2 separate regions of the Oncorhynchus mykiss genome follow, and region 1 is linked to region 2. The links are chromatin contacts, called in public Hi-C maps. All regions are on one chromosome and are shown on one strand. Each heading gives the region's core, a stretch centred on a gene start, on an enhancer-like site or on the middle of the called end of the contact. The rest is flanking DNA. Distances are from core to core; before and after follow the strand shown. Region 1 holds the start of LOC110527460 (oxysterol-binding protein-related protein 11). Region 2 holds the start of LOC110527456 (actin-related protein 3).

Region 1 (2,700 bases), core at 15-2,514, 220 kb after region 2:
ACTATTCATGATGGATGTTACTATGTAGTAGCATTTATCGTGAATCTACATTACGCAGTGGAGGCTGCTGAGGGGAGGACGGCTCATAATCAATGGCTGGAACGGAGCGAACGCAATGCCGTCAAACACGTAGAGACCATGGGTTTCATGCCCTTCCATTTTTTCCGCTCCAGCCATTACCATGATCCCGTCCTCCCCAATCAAGGTGCCACCAACCTCCTGTGATTACAAGACGTTATGTAATGTTATTTTGTTACACGGTCGATTAAGGAATTGACATAAGGGGCGGCTGGATACAATAATACACACATTACGTTTTGACACAGTGGAAAGCAAGGTATGTCAGACTGGTCAGCCATTCAAAGATGCCAACTACCTTTAGCATCTATCCATGAAGGTATATTCTGGCTGGGGGAGTTTTGTTAAGAGCCTTGACGTTCATTCTGAACGTTAACATGCATCGCTTGCGGTACGGTTTGGGAAATATAAGGAACGTATCTTTTATAGCAGCGAGAAATAATTACCCAAAAACCTAAAGTGTAAATTCCTACACACCTTTATAGTATGTCTGGGAATTTCCAGGGACTTCACAATGCCATATTATCACAATATTTAGGTGCCAATACGATATGTATTGCGATTCTCACATTTCTATGTATTGCGATTCGACACTGTGATTTTATTGCGATTTAATGTTCCAAACTGTTCATCATAGCTGCAGTGGAACAAGCAAGAACATGAGAAAACAAGTTTGGATCAGTCATGGGAATAAAACTGCTGAAAACAAATTGGCTCCCTGGGGCGGCAGGGTAGCCTAGTGGTTAGAGCATTGGACGAGTAACCGGAAAGTTGCAAGATCAAACCCCCGAGCTGACAAGGTACAAATCTGTCATTCTGTCCCTGAACAGGCAGTTAACCCACTGTTCCTAGGCCGTCATTGAAAATAAGAATTTGTTCTTAACTGACTTGCCTAGCTAAATAAAGGTTAAAAAAAAAAGAATAAGACGGAGAACAAGTTATGAAGGAGTTTTGGTTTAGCTACAAACAACTAGCAAAAACAATCATATTGCGATATTTTCAAAAGCGCATGATATATTGTCAAAAGTAATATCCTTAAATGCAACTGTATAGATTTCTTACACCAGCACTATTTTATACGGTTAGGGTTTGTGTTCCCACATGGCCATGTTACAAACACTTTATTAAGGAAGACTGATGGAAGGCAGAGAAGACCACCTGTGCTAATTAGCTATCTAGCGTGCTTGAACACCTGTGTGTAACTGGAAAGGAAATGTAGTTTGTGGTCTGGAGGAACACATTTGGCATGATATTGATCCCATACTGCGCATACACACAGCCCTATGGTTCTGTGCAAAACTGATACAGTAAGCGTTATATTTTATATTTGAAAGATTATTTCTCACTTATTTGAAAGATTATTCCATGTTTCAAAAACCGCATTGCAAGCAATGATTATTGGCGTTTTCTAAACTTTAAAACAAAGAGATGGGATTATAGTTTAAATGGGCCCACCGGTAAACGGTGTTTATAGCTGAGAACCCTAGGGATAAGGCAGAATGCCTTGTTCTTGAGAACAACCCAGACGGATATGTTGTTAGCTCTGTATAGGTCAAACTTCACTCACCTTATCTGTGTGTGTCCTTTTACACAACCACAAAGCATGTCCGGAGATAGGAGATAATGTTAAGTCCGATGTATTGCCCAACTCAATGATTTGTAATCTTGAGGCAAAAAAATATCATATTAAACAAAACACAATACCTACCACATTTTTGGGAAGCTTGTGACCCGGTAGGTATTTGACGTTCTCATGCTCTGTGTTGATGATTTCTGTTAACTTTTTGCCTTCGACCATCTCTTCAAACACCCACATGTTGACAATGGGGTCAAACCTGTTGGATCTCTTTGCATTGTGACCGACGATTTTGGCTATCGCAGAGCCCCTAGGAGATGATGAAAACAGATTGAAGGGCAATGAAATAACACCATTCATATTTTCAAAATCCCAGTCGCAAAATGAACATGCTAAATATATCCTGGGGGTACAATAACCAGATTATAACAGTACACGGAATGGCTTGCATATCCCCAAACCTTCAAATCAAACGTTATGTTTGATATTCTATGAAACTACAAGCAAGTTGTACATTTAGCCAAATATCAGCACTTAGTTGGCTACATTATGAATCAATCAGTGGAATTAATGACGATACAATGTTGTCGAATGCAGGCACATGCAAATTGAGAAAGCGGATAAATATACCAGTTTCCAGATCCAACGATGCACACTTTCTTAGCGGGCATTTTTAAGGTAGAGTAGCAGGCAGGATTCCTTTAACAGTGTTAACATATCAGTAAAATGCCGTGTTTATAACCATAACTTCCTTATACGCCATAGTCGTGTGGGCAGCACATTCTTTTTTAGCACACCGCCCTTTTTGTACTTGTTTATAAAAGAAGGGAAAGGGGTTTGTACGTGTTAGATAACAGTAGGGTTATTCTGGGTGTGCCACCACGACGAACATTAATGCATGGAAAAAGTCCTATAGTTTTCTCGATTTGCAGAGCTCCGAGGAAAAACAAAATTATCACTGTCTGTCATGCAACATGACTGGAATATATGCTGGCGGTAGCTCGATGGGGTATGTGCAGGATATATTTGAAGATAGGTTGCATTTG
Region 2 (2,700 bases), core at 60-2,559:
GTAACCCACTCTTTATTCTGTCTGTTTGCCATAAACAAGCGCCGTAACATGGAAATATGGCCGTGTGGGAACCCTAACCCTATTTTCTTTCATTAGTATTTATCGTTGATATAAAATATCCTTATGCTGCCAAAACCGTACTGCAAGCGATGTGTGAGCTTCGCGGTTCTTAACAAAACTCCTCAGTACAGAAGACACCTTCGTTCAATGACCCGTGTAGTGGAAAGGAACTGATAGTCATGATCAAGGGCTACATATGAATGGGCATGGTACATTATCATTAGAAGACTGTATGACAGCGTTTCCCAAACTCGGTCCTCGGGACTCCAAGGGGTGTTTTTTTTTGCCCTAACACTACACAGGTGATTCAAATGATCAAAGCTTGATGATCAGTTGATAATTTGAATCAGCTGTTTAGTGCTTGGGCAAAAACCAAAACGTGCACCGAGTTTGGGAACCGATGCTGTGTGACACAGAAATACTTACATGAAGGAACAATAAACTGTGGCTCTGTGTTTCCAGCATATCCAATCTTTGTGTACCTACAACAAATGCATTGCATGAGAAAGTTCAGTGGGTTATATAGATCATAATGGTGTAATCATTATAGCTCATGATGCATGATCTAAAGCAATGGGGGGGTACTTCTGGGGTACTCAGTCCGAGCAGAGCAAAATTCAGTTGGTGGTACAGTAACCGAAAAAGGTTGTAAACAACTCATCTAACGGGTGGCATGACTGTCTATGGACTAGGTCAGTTATACGCTTCCACAAGTTAAAACATACATTGTACGTAGACTACAGTAACAGATTAAAGTCAATGCATCCTGCTAATGTAACTTCTAACGAGTGGGGGACACTGATGGAAATCAGCTACTAGCAAGCTATCTTCTTGAACCTAAAATGGTTAACTAGCTAGTTTGCTGGCTAGATTAAACGAAATGAAGCAAATAAAGGTTGTTGCTGACTAGCTAGCTATCTTGATTTGTTTACTTTGCACGCCCAACGTGTATGCCATGTCTGGGTGCATCTAGCTAAAGCCAATGAATTAGTTAGCTAGCTATTAGCATTAGCACTTGCTACTTACCCTGTGCCACAGTCAACTACACAAGCCGGTAGACGTCCAGCCATGTTTCCTTAAATATCTACTGCAGAATGCAATGGTGAATTGCAGCTATATTCCAAATGGGTCTTATAAAAAGGAAAGTCGTTTGTTTTGGGTAGAGGGATAACCATTTATTTAGCTAGCTAGTTTAGAGGCGGAACCCTGAACCCGCAGAGTGAAGTTACTTCCGCAATCACATGATGCGGAAGTTTAAAGTGGCTGACGAGACGCTGATCATAACGTTTGTTAAAGCATTTCTAATATCGCACATTATCAGAGGGGTAAGTAAATGTACACGTTCTAATTGCATGTAAAACATATGAAACAATTATTCTCTATAATGTACCGGTCGTTTTTATAGTAGCAGCAATATAACTGTTCAGTCAATTCATGGACAGGATTCTGTGACTGCTGATGAGGGTAGTAGACTATCTGAATAGAATATCTTCTTTGAACATTGCATGACGCTATTGAAATAAATTACATTTAAAAGCATTGTATCAATGCGTTAGATTGACCTTTTGGGTGAACATGAAAACCAATATCTCTTCTCTCTATCCTATGTAAATTGTTCAATAGTATTGGTAAAATTGGGAGATTCAAGAAGTATACTGCATGAGTGATCTGTTTCACCCAAGTGAAACAAAAGTTCTCAAAAGTTTCCATTTTCAGAGCTATGTGTCCCTCGAAGCTATAGGCTAGTGCAGCACCCCAAAAAACATCTCCAGCGACCTGCTCTGCTTAAAGATGATATCATTGATTTACCTCCCATCAACCAGCCAAGGAGGATTGTATTCCCTTCCACCATGACCACATGGAAGGCCACTGATAAAGAAGATATATTAGCTGAGAGAGCTCTGGGGCTGAGAGCTGGATCCATCATGGAGGGCCATCTAGCGGCTAGACTAGATCCAATCCTTGAGCTTTTTAGAACATTGCCTTATTTCTCTCCAGGAAGAGTCTTTCATCGCTCACGTCGGTGGTCCGTCACTCCCTATATACTCACAAAGCCCTCAGCTTTCTCTTCTTGTTCAAACGGTCCTCTCCAGTCTCCAGTCAGTGGGAGAAACCATCCCTTTACTGTGTTTCGACATTAGGATGGGAAGAGGAAAAGCTGACAAATGGATACAGTTTAGCTGAGAAACCTCTCAAAGGTACATTTGATTCCTGTCCTCATTTAATATTAAATGTACATGCCCAGAGTTACTGTATTTGAAGGGTATAAGAAAGAGGATGCATGCAGTAAATTGTTATTATACTTGGGGTGTATTACTATTTCACCATTAGGTGGCAATATGCATTTGACAGTACAATGTACAGTCAGTGCCAATAGAAAGTACACCCCCTTGAACTTGTGGGATTGAAATAGATTTAATTACTTTTTTTTTTACATTGATCTCCACAAAATACTCTGTCAAAGTGAACATTTCTATGTATGTGTGTATATATATATATATAACAATTAAATGACTAAAATATAGTCGTTACATAAGTATTTGCCCCATTTGTTTAGGTATGCCTAAATTAGTTCAGAAGTAAATTTAGTTCAACAAATCACATAATACGTTATATGGACTCACCAGGTATGTGCCTGGT

Evidence for each region. Hi-C and Micro-C count contacts between places; a contact is called where the count stands out from the background.
Region 1: a contact with region 2 is called in a Hi-C map of liver, with 5 times the contacts expected there. The contact joins the promoter of LOC110527460 here to the promoter of LOC110527456 in region 2. A contact is called at or near these places in 2 of 3 Hi-C or Micro-C datasets (blood and liver).

Annotation. Positions count from the first base shown.
Region 1 is chr7:20,526,164-20,528,863 of USDA_OmykA_1.1, forward strand. LOC110527460 (oxysterol-binding protein-related protein 11) reads left to right here and starts at 1,265. Exons shown (of 13, transcript XM_036982877.1): 1 at 1,265-1,385. LOC110527462 (glycerol-3-phosphate dehydrogenase [NAD(+)], cytoplasmic) reads right to left here. Exons shown (of 8, transcript XM_021608737.2): 1 at 2,285-2,700; 2 at 1,787-1,964. The coding sequence starts at 2,325.
Region 2 is chr7:20,308,782-20,311,481 of USDA_OmykA_1.1, forward strand. It overlaps LOC110527456 (actin-related protein 3), which reads right to left and starts at 1,310. Exons shown (of 12, transcript XM_021608732.2): 1 at 1,087-1,310; 2 at 487-542. The coding sequence starts at 1,130. LOC110527457 (a long non-coding RNA gene) reads left to right here and starts at 1,282. Exons shown (of 2, transcript XR_002474135.2): 1 at 1,282-1,385.